2 separate regions of the Sus scrofa genome follow, and region 1 is linked to region 2. The links are chromatin contacts, called in public HiChIP or PLAC-seq maps. All regions are on one chromosome and are shown on one strand. The core of a region is the stretch at or near the end of the contact, and the rest is flanking DNA. Distances in the headings are between cores, read along the strand shown. Region 1 overlaps AHCYL2 (adenosylhomocysteinase 3). Region 2 has its middle 25 kb from the start of ZC3HC1.

Evidence for each region. HiChIP or PLAC-seq counts read pairs in DNA pulled down with a chosen protein or histone mark.
Region 1: an H3K27ac HiChIP or PLAC-seq map of skeletal muscle shows a contact between it and region 2. The contact joins two enhancer-like sites. A contact is called at or near these places in 1 of 47 Hi-C or Micro-C datasets (embryonic fibroblasts) and 1 of 2 datasets of contacts at active chromatin or transcription factors (skeletal muscle).

What each region holds. Positions count from the first base shown.
Region 1 is chr18:19,300,101-19,305,774 of Sscrofa11.1, reverse strand. AHCYL2 (adenosylhomocysteinase 3) reads left to right here. Exons shown (of 17, transcript XM_005657758.2): 3 at 2,772-2,915; 4 at 3,322-3,422. Among named protein-coding and RNA genes, the nearest start is that of STRIP2, 47 kb to the right of the region's middle. Within about 2 kb of position 3,259, at least 11 of the 83 cell types and tissues checked have an H3K27ac peak or open chromatin away from gene starts, as enhancers often do. A contact at or near this core is called in skeletal muscle, where this site is marked.
Region 2 is chr18:18,762,821-18,768,302 of Sscrofa11.1, reverse strand. No RefSeq gene overlaps it. Among named protein-coding and RNA genes, the nearest start is that of ZC3HC1, 25 kb to the right of the region's middle. Within about 2 kb of position 1,577, at least 2 of the 83 cell types and tissues checked have an H3K27ac peak or open chromatin away from gene starts, as enhancers often do. A contact at or near this core is called in skeletal muscle, where this site is marked.

The DNA.
Region 1 (5,674 bases), core at 2,010-4,509, 540 kb before region 2:
ACAGGCTAAACAACTGATACTTTTGGTTCTCACCTGATAACAAGTCTGTATAAAGGGCTCTTTGTTAACAAATCTATTTTGGCTCAAAGAAAAACATTGGTTGAACTAACCTTAACCAGTTGAATGAATACTGTTAAGAAAATACTGTTCTTTCCTTTAAGAACAGGGTAGTGGTATAAATGATTTTTTTTTCTTTGAGTTAGAAGAACATGACTCAAGTCAAAAATTTGAGTACCTCTCTTAAGGGGAATTTAGGGGGTTTTTGTTGTTGTTGTGTGGTTGGCTTTTTTCCTGACTCATCCTTAGCAGCTGAAAAGGCGTAGGAAAGGAGAGCTGTTCTGGGAAGGGTTAGGACTCCATTCTCAACCTTTTAAATCATTGCCAGCCATCCACCTGCTGCGCGGGTAGATTAGTGGATGAAGGGGGTAGAAAAAAAACCCTGAAATAATATTGTATGTATGTATGTCATTCCTTTCCCATTCGGAATCCTAAAGCTAAGTGAGGACCATTAAAGTTGTTATATTTGGAGTTGAATTAAAAATACGTACAGGAGTTTCAGGTTAAGGATCCAGCACTGTCACTGCTATGGTGAGAGTTTGATCCCTGGGCTGGGAACTTCTACATGCCATGGGTACAACCAGAAAAAAAAAGTGTGCAAAAGCCAGTAATAATATAAGGTATTATTTATCAAGTGCTTAGTTACTTTATGCCAAGCATTGCACTAAGCACTGTACTTATACATTATCTTAATCTTCTCAACAACTTGATTCTGACAAGTCATGTCTGCCTATTATATCAGTCTGCATCATAGCACATATTACAACCATATGGAAAGAAAAACTATAAATAATTTTATAGTTATTTGCCACGAAAGCAAAGAGAATCCACATCTGCCCTGTATCCCCAATACTTAGACTGTGCCTGGTACATAGCAAATATGCAATAAAAAATTGACTGAATGAACAACTGAATTGTGAATGCCTGAATGCATAAATGAATTAACAATCCTATATGAAACAGGTTCTGGTATCACCTCTGCTTTACACACCCAGAAGCAAAGACTGAGACTTCAACCAAAGTCTGATTCCAGAACACATAACCACTATATATAAACAGCCATTGGGAAGCATCAAAATCATCATAGCTCTGGCATAGTGTTTGAAATTTCAGGATATTCTGAATATGAACACTTTCTTCAAAAGCAATTTTCCTGTAAATTTGGGTCAGGATAAGGGAGGACTGTTATCTTTCCTCTCTCAGCTGGTAGAAGCATGGTTCCCCTGAGCCTCCGACTCATAATCTTTTTCTGAGTATTGATTAGTGAAACAGATGACTGCCCAGGAAACTGTTTCTGAGCTCTGTTGCCAAAGGTACTTTGAGCTCTCACTCACCCTGGGAGGGAGAACCGTAGACTTTTTGTACAGATTAGCTCCTTTTTGTACAGAACAAAAGTCCATCTGGGATTTATTAATTCCCTCACCTCCTCTGGTGCCCATGTTCATTCTTGTTGCCTCGTGGTAGGACTTTGCACCAGGGCAGTTTTCCAGCTCTAAGAGAGACACTTGGGCCCCTGCTGCCCAAATGCTTTGTAGTGCCATGCCTGATTAACCGGGCAAGGTCAGACTTGCCTTTTACAGCCCTCCCAGAGATAGACCCTTCACGGAGAAATCCCAGAAATGCCTTAATTCTCTGGATATAAGTAGATCAGGTGACTCTAGAAGCTCTGAGCTTTTTCAGCTTTCTCCCCTTAAAAAAATGGTGGAAGTACTTCTTATCTCATTGAGAAAAACATATAATGCTTTATAGACAGTGCTTTATGTCCCCCAAACTTCCTTTCCCCCCGCTGCCGTGCCGCAAACCTTGAGAACTATTTGGGAAGAAACTATCCTCAGAAACTTAAACATAAAGAAAGAAATTACTTCAAATCATCCAGCAAATGGTTAGCAACTCCAGAATTATACGAAGACTAAAAAGACCTCAGTCAAACATGGGAATAGCAGCAGCAGCAGCAGCTGCTGCCTGTTAGCCACGGTCAAAAGTCTTAAGACTGTCCACCCTCTAGTGTATATTGCCAAAAGGACTAGTCATCAGAGCATTTAATTATACCAAAAGAGGATTTATCTGCTTCTTTGGGAGTCAAAAATGCTTAATGCAGAACTCACCGAGGCCAGCAAGAAGGGAGAGCACACTGAATACTTCATTGTCAATGTCTAATTGGGTCTGCGGGCATAGCTCAGCCTCATCAGAGCCAGTCTAAAAAAAGAAAGCTCTGTTTTGTGAGACAAACACTTTTTGTGTGGTTCTTAATTAGTTTCCCATGGGTTCCTTATTTTCTAGGTCTTATCTGTTCAGTTATTGTCCTAAAACACAAATTACATCAGGTGCTTAAGCAGCAAACTGAAGGGTAGCTGAGATCCCAGAAACTCATAGGTTCATGACCATGATCTTGCTTTAAGAACTTGAACCTACTGGTGTAACCTCTCTTTTTTTTTTTCATTTTCAAGGACCTCTGCATGTTCTGAAGGTAAAGTTAGCCCTAGTTTCCAGGGGGAATGTCTTTGGAAACCTCTCTCAGTGTCTCCTTTGTGGCCTGTGGATGGCACTTTCCGTAGGTGGTGATTGAGGCAGCTCTTCGGCGCCAATTAGATGCTTGCCAAATGTATACATTTACATGGTGCTGGATTACTAGCAAGGCCTCTGTTCACTCCATGGTTTGGAGTTTTAGAGGAACCTATTTTTTCTTCTGAAGGTTTTCTATTCTGTCATTCCAGCGGCTTCATATACAGATAGCTCGGATGATGAGACCTCCCCCAGGGACAAGCAGCAAAAGAATTCCAAGGGAAGCAGTGACTTCTGTGTCAAGAACATCAAACAGGCGGAGTTTGGACGAAGAGAAATTGAAATTGCTGAACAAGGTAAAGAAAACAAATGCATTTTCTTTCTCAAGCTGCCAGTGTCTTTTCATCCATATTCATCCCTTTTTATATTCTGGGGTCTAGTAGTTTGTGAAATTTCACTGTGATTTTGAAGAATAGTTGTAACAAAAGAAATATGAGCTCAGGAAACAGTGTGGGGAGGGATTACCCTCTAGCAGGTCATGGAAGAGGGGGGAGAGAGACCAGATACAGAAGACTGGGATACAGAAATCAAACACGGGAGCGTTTGCCTCTGAAAGTCCCTCAGGTTTAAATGTCTTGATCCCTTGAGAAACCTAATCTGAGAACCTGATCAGGGAAGGATCTTAGTACATTAGTACTATTTATTCTGTACCTCTCATACCCTCCTCTCTAATACTGCTGTGTATGTATTGGGCCTTTGCAGAAATGCCGGCGCTGATGGCTTTGAGGAAGAGAGCTCAAGGAGAAAAACCCTTGGCCGGAGCCAAAATTGTGGGTTGTACACACATCACTGCTCAGACTGCTGTGAGTCCTTTTCTTCCCTCCACATAACAGTAGTTAATAATAGCCATCAGCTATTGAGGGCTTGCACCATGCCAAGAACTAGGTTAAGAGCTTAATAAGTGTTAGTTCATTAACCCTCGTAATGGCCACATAAAGCACATATTCCTGTTTCCATTTTATAAACGAGGAAGCTGAGGCTCAGGGAGTTTAAGTAATTTGCCCAAGGGTGTACAGCTAGTAAATCATGAAATCTAGAATTAAACTTCAGTCTATCTGATTCCCAAGCTTTTGCTTTCTCCACTGTTCTACGCTACTTCCCTTATCTTTGCTTCCAGTGTCACTGCTACAGGGCAGCTCTGTGTTAGGTAGCTTTCAGCTGCAAATAAGAGAAAACCTGATTCAACCCAGACCACACAGAAAAGAATTTATTGTATTACATGGCTACAAGTCCAAGGGTAAGGCGGACTTCAGCTGAAGGATCTCAGGTCTCCTCCATAGAATCATCTGTCTTTGATTCTCTGGGAGCTGCCTCCCCACTGGGCTTACTTCATCCTCAGGCTCAGCAGGATGGCTGCAGCTCTTCCTGCCATCACAAACTGACATGAAAAGGAAGAAGAACCATTTCTTCGTCTCTCCCTAGAGCAAGGAAACCTTTCCCAGAATTCCTCCAGGATACTCTGTCATGTCATTGAGCAGAACTAGATCACATGCCCATGCCCCACTGTCCTGGCAAAAGCACTGGGGTTACCATGATTGGTTTATTTTTTATTTTTTTTAATTTTTTGTCTTTTTAAGGCCACACCCAAGGCATATGGAGGTTCCCAGGCTAGGGGTCAAATCAGAGCTGTAGCTGCCAGCCTGCACCACAGCAACAGCAATGTGGGATCCAAGCCGTGTCTGTGACCTACACCAGAGCTCACGGAAACGCCGGATCTTTAACCCACTGACTGAGGCTAGGGATCGTACCCTAGCCTCATGGATTCTAGCTGGGTTTGTTAACCACTGAGCCACGATGGAACTCCCCATGATTGGTTTAGACCAGTAATTTTCACCCTTATCAGATTCAGTGATCCCTTTTTATTAAAAAATATTCTGCAATGCTCCTATATTTTCTTGAAATTCAAATATAACATAGCTAGGGTACATATAATGTTGTAAAAATAAATCTTATTGAAATATGAAGGAAGAACAAAAGGAAAGCAATTTATAATAATAAAATAATGTATATTTCAATATGTAAGTGCTTGAGTACAAGTTTAGTAGAATAGTCAGATATTTCTACTTGCCTATATGCGTTGTTTGAATGAGAGTGCTACAAATGTATATATATAGAAATGTATTACTGGTTCCAGAGCATCAGCAGTATTGCCAAATTATATAATTTTCTGAAATTATAAGCTTCTTGTAAATTTATGAATAACAACGAAAAAGTTTTAATTTACATACTTGTTGCAGTCTTAATTATTTTTGTGTTAAAACTAAAACAGTACTTTTGTTGCTCTGTAAAGTGGAATAAAGTTCTAAACTCAGATAATTATAGATTTCTCACTCATGTGAGCTTTTCATTGGAACTTTTAAAATTGTGCCAGATATGGTATGATTTTTTGTTGTAGGAGACTGTCCTGCACTTTTTTTTTTTTTTTTTTTTTTTTTGCTTTTTAGGGCTGCATCCACTGCATATGGAAGGTTCCCAGGTTAGGGGTCCAGTGGAAGCTACAGCTGCCAGCCTACACCAGAGCCACAGCAATGTGGAATCCGAGCCGCATCTTCGACCTACACCACAGCTCACGACAATGCCAGATCCTTCACCCACTGAGCGAGCCCAGGGATCAAACCCGCGACCTCGTGGTTTCTAGTCAGATTCGTTAACCACTGAGCCACGACAGGAACTCCAATAATAAATATCTTTAGCATATGGAAAAAAAAAAAAAAAGATTGTCTGCTGGTGCACAACACATATGTGGCCATATCCTTTATTAAGAACAGCAGAGATTCCTCGAGACACAGATAGCTACTGTAGCATCTTCCCTGTGACACTTTTCTGGGTTACGTATTTCTGAGGAAAAGAGTACTTTTGCGGCCCAAAATTAGTGTAATAAATTGAAAGGCTGTCTCTTTTTGAAGCTATAGACTAATGAATCAAGGCAGAAACACTCGTGGAAACTTTTTTGGGCTTCCCTGGTCAGGGACATGAGACTTGAGTGTGGTGGCTTAAAATAGTAAGAGCCTCTGTACTGTCTCATGTTGCTAAATTACATCTAGTTTCTTTTTTA
Region 2 (5,482 bases), core at 328-2,827:
AGCCACAGGGAACTCCATGCCCATTTTTTCATTGTTTTTTTGATACTGAGCTGTGTGAACTGTTTGTATATTTTGGAAACTAATCCCATCAGTTGCATCATTTGCAAATACTTTCTCCCATTCTGCACATTAATTACTTTTATTGTTTTTCACCTACCTTACATCAAATGCATACAAAAAGTATAGGAGAAACAATAAAATAGAAAAACTTTTAGATATGGGTTAAGGAGGGAATATAAAGCTTACCAGAAATCTTTGCAAGGCCACAGACTATTGGTTATAGAACTATAAAGATTAAGGAGATGATTTTTTTTAAAAAATTCATTGTACCAACAGTAGTGTGCCAAAAAATTCAAAGAAAATTATATAACCCCATTTAATACTTTGACTTTTTTTTTTTGGTCTTTTTGTCTTACTTTGACTTTTCATTTTCTCAAGTTTTCTTTTAGTCATGGGTATACAAATCACAGTGAAGATATATGCTCTGGCATTGTTTCTCATATATATCTCGCAAACAAATTTCCGTATCAACAGAATCATTACAATGATCATTTCAATAGTTTGAATTACATTCCACTGATTTATACTCTATGTAGCTAAGCACTCTCCAGTTGTTAGATGCTTAGGTTACTTTCAACTTTTAACAGCTTCGTGTCTGTAACGTTCCCTGTTTTGAGCTAGATTCCTGCTCAGGAGGCAGACAGCACAGGCTTGGGAGGCAGTGTTTAGAAAAGTGCTTTTTAAAACACTAAGCAGCACTTAGTACATACTTGCAGTGACAGCTCTTCATCGTAGTAAAAAATCAATTTTCAGAGGTTTTCCTGTTTAGATTGTTCCTCTCTCAGGCCTGAGGAGTGGACCCCAGCTGCAGTATTTGCCTCACTATCACTTCAAAAGCGCTCGAAACCCATTCTGCCACCCAGAGACTGACTCTCGTGGGCATTTCATTCTCCTCCTTAGGTTTGGTCGAGCTGGATGAGACCGGCTAGGAAATGGACATGGAGGCTAAAAAATGATTTTGTCTCTGTGACCGTGGCTTCCTCATGAGAACAGTGAGAGTCTTGGAGGTAAATCCTTCCAGGTCTAAGACTGTATGTTCTTACTTCCACCCTCTGGAGGGCTGTTGGTGACTTGCATGGGAAACAGCCATTTTTTCCCCAAATCTAACCCTAGGATATGGACAGGGAGCTGACAGAAGTGAGGACAGAAAGCTGGAAAGTATATTAAGTTGGTCTGAATCTTTGGATATACCACGGTCCCCCAGGCCCCCCAGAGAAATTTCATCAATGTTCCCATTCCTTCTCTTCCTAATTGGCTTTAGCTACACAACAGTTGATTCAACCAGAGAGGCGCTGTGGACAGAAAGACAGTAATCACCGCCACCACTGCCACTTCAGCCAAGAAGCAATGAGAAAAGAGAGGCTGGGATGAAGATGGAACCATGGTCTCTGATTAAAGGGCTCAGGCACAGCATTCACTTCCAAGGCCATGGGTCACCCGAGCCAGATCACGGCTATGCAAAGCCAAAGGAGACTCAGAATAGGAGTAAAACTAAAAATAGCAAGGAAAACTGAGGAGGAAGAAGTGTTTGTTCTTTTGCTCTGTACATGCAGCTGTTTCTGTTCCTAAGATGGAACAGGGTGGAAGGGATTTAAAAGCTGGCTCCGAAGCAGCCACAACTGGTCTAAGAGTTTGACAAGTAAATGAGGAAAGCCCCCGAAGAGAATGTTCCATCTGCTAAGGCTATTCATGTTGGCTAAAATCTAAAAAAAGCGAGGCAAAGGACTCATTCTGGACACGGGTATTCTTTCTGCCGTGAGAGGCAGATCTCAACTTTGTGCTCAGGAAAAGAAAATCAGAGACTCACCACGCTGAAAGATATTCCCAAGCCCTGTTATAATGGAAGGAACAGAAGGCTGGGGAACGTGGATTTAGGCGTGGCTCTGTCACATTCTAGCTGTATGACAGAGCTTATTATTAGATGTCTCTGAGCTTCAGTCTTTTTTTTTTTTTTTGGTCTATTTAGGGTCACACCCACTGCATATGAAGGTTCCTAGGCTAGGAGTCTAATTGGAGCTGTAGCTGCCAGCCTACACCACAGCCACAGCAACGTGGGATCAGAGCCTCGTCTTCAACCTACACCACAGCTCATGACAATGCTGGATCCTTAACCAACTGAGTGAGGCCAGGGATCAAACCCGCCACCTCATAGTTCCTAGTCGGATTCATTTCCTCTGCACCACGAGAGGAACTCCGAGCTTCAGTCTTAACCTCTGAGAAAACAAAATCTACTTGGACTTGAGAAATGCAACTTTTGTTAAAACAGAACATAGAATTCTAGAGGCCTCAGTGGAGAAAAATAGTAAAAACAAGAATCTGAAGACTGGTAGGAGTGGCCAAACTAGGAAGCTGGAATGGCCTTGAACAGCCAGGGGTCTTCAAGATACAACCACCTGCCTTGACGTCTGAGACCAAGACTGCAAAAGAAGGTTCTGACCTGGGAGGTAGAGAGGAAAGTGTTGGAAATCCTATTTGCTGGCAAGAGAGCCATTAGAGACAACTAACGCAGATGATATGTATCCCCTAAGCCATCTAGCCTCACTATGTCTAAGTGGGAAAATTCCTTAGAAAGATGACTTATAATGCTTTATGGATAGTAAAATAGCAAAATGAAATCTTAGGCAATTTCCTTTTTTAAAAGGGTCTGTCAAAAGAAAAAAAAATTCAAATAAAGAATCAAATCAGGGAGTTCCCGTCGTGGCGCAGTGGTTAACGAATCCGACTAGGAACCACGAGGTTGCGGGTTCGGTCCTTGCCCTTGCTCAGTGGGTTAACGATCCGGCGTTGCCGTGAGCTGTGGTGTAAGTTGCAGACACGGCTCGGATCCTGCGTTGCTGTGGCTGTGGCGTAGGCTAGTGGCTACAGCTCCGATTCGACCCCTAGCCTGGGAACCTCCATATGCCGTGGGAGCGGCCCAAAGAAATAGCAAAAAGACAAAAAAAAAAAAAAAAAAAAAAAGAATTAAATCAGGAAAATTGGGTTACCAGAAAGGTCAAACCAAAAACTTCCAGAGGAACAACCCACAAGAAGAATGAATAACCGCCTGGGCTTGAAGCGATGGCCTAGCATGTGGAAGAAAACAAATGCTTTGGGAAAGTAAGTTCATGAGCTCAATCCCATCTATATTAGTCAGAAATCTCCAGAGAAACAGAACCAATAGGATATGTACAGATATAAAGAAAGAGGTTTGTTATGGGAACTGGCTCAGGCAATTACAGGACCTGGAAGTCCCATTATCTGCCAGATACAAGCTTGGAGGCCCAGAACGCCAGTGCTGTAGCCCCAGTCCAAGTCCAAAGCCCCGAGAAGCAGGAGCTCCAACGTCCAAGGGCAAGAGAAGATGGAGCTTCCAGCTCAAGGAGAGAGCAAAGTTGTCCTTCCTCAGCCTTTTTGTCCTTTTTTTTTTGTCTTTTGTCCTTTTTAGGGCCACACCTGCAGCATATGGAGGTTCCCAGGCTAGGGGTCTAATTGGAGCTACAGCTGCCGGCCTACGCCAGAGCCACAGCCACGCCAGATCCGAGCCACATCTGTGACTACACCACAGCTCACGGCAAACGCTGGATCCTTCATCCACTGAGCGAGGCCAGGGATCGAACCCGCAGCCTCATGGTTCCTAGTCAGATTCGTTTCTACTGTGCCACGACGTGAAGTCCCCCTTTTGGTTAGATTCGGGCTCTCAGTGGACTGGATGGTGCCCACGCATGTTGATGAGCGGCATCTTCTTTACTATGTTTACCGACTCAGTGTCCATCTCTTCTGGAAACCCTTTCACAGACACATCCAGAAAGAAGATTTTGCCAGCTATCTGGGCATCCTTGAACCCAATTAAATTGGCATGTAAAATGAGTCATCACCCCACCTAAGACTGCTGCTTACTATGCGAAAGTCCACTCAGTCCAGTCTAGTGGCATGTTCACTGGAAACTGGACAGGTAGCCTGGAGCCCTCAGGTACACTGTTCAACAGGCTGGCATTAGGGTCCTTGGGAGATGATATGACTGACAGCGTCACTCTCTGTGGCTCTAGGTTCTATAGATTTTGAGCATTTGAAACAATGGCCCTTGACTTTCACACACTGAACCCTTCTCTCCTGACCTCTAGAATGCCATCTCTAGACATATTTTTACATAACTGAACTCAAAACGTTCAAAGTAAAATTGTCTTCCCTCCCCACCTGAGCTATCTTGACAGGACAGGCCACGAACCTCAAGGGCATCCTTGACCACCCCCCACCCCTCACACCCAAACCCATCACGGTGAAGTCACCACTGACATCCTAATCAAAGCAGCCACTTCCCCGACATCATACCTCCCGCAGATTCCTGCCTCCCCTGTGCTCGCTATACAGACTTCAGGATTCTCTTCCTGAGCACAAATATCACATCCCTGCTCACCCTTTCCCCACAGAATCAAAATCAAACTCCTCAGTATAACATACAAGACTCCAAGCTGGCCCCACTTGGATTCTTTTATCCTTTCTCTTCTACTCAATGCAAAGCTCTAGCCACAGCAGCATCCCTGCTCTTTCAGGAACACAGGATATTCTGTTCATCTGCTCAACGTTCTCTCAGCCTCACATCTCCTCTGAAGTGTCTACCATGTGCCAGGCAGGTTTAAGTGTTGAGATGATAAAGAAGACAGACAAGGGCCCTGACCTTCTGGAGCCCACAGCTCCCACTCATCTCCGAGGTCCAGCCCAAACCTATACCTTCCCTGAAATTCTCTCCAATTCCATACATTCCATAGATGAGAATTAACTTCTTTTGCACTGCCAGGGTATTTAGCACTCTTTGTCTTATGCAGTAGGTTATTTTCCAGGCTGGACTATAAACTTCTTGAGGGTAGAAACCAGGTGATTGTTCACCTTTGCATTACATGAGGGCTGACACAGCACCTCACACATGGAAGGGACTTACTATTTCTGGAATTGCATCAAGTCTATCCCAATCTGCTTTGATTTATGATCAGAAACACACAAAAACAAAAAAAGTTTGGAATTTCAACTATTTTAAAGAAAAGTAAAAACTTTTTTTTTTTTTTTGGAGGGAGGTATAAATTAAAAATTGTAATGCAAAGACTTAAAAAAAATACCCACATTATTATAAACTGAAGCTTAGCTTGTAGTCCACTTGAATAGCTCATGTTAAGGATTCTACACCAGTCCGTAAATCATGACCTAGAGGCTGTGGGCTTCTAGAAAGCAGACTTCTGGTTCACATGGTCACTAGTCAGCAAGTGGCTTCCCACTCTGGGCCAGAGGTCTCATTCCTGAAACATTAGAGAGCTGCCATTAGTCAACCATGGAGACTGACGATGAACAGTCGAGGCACCCACCAGTGCCAAAGGCAAAAGAACACCCTAGAAAAATAACCTACAAGCAGCCTCTACTGGCCTTATCCACTGATGGAGGCTCGATTTAGGAG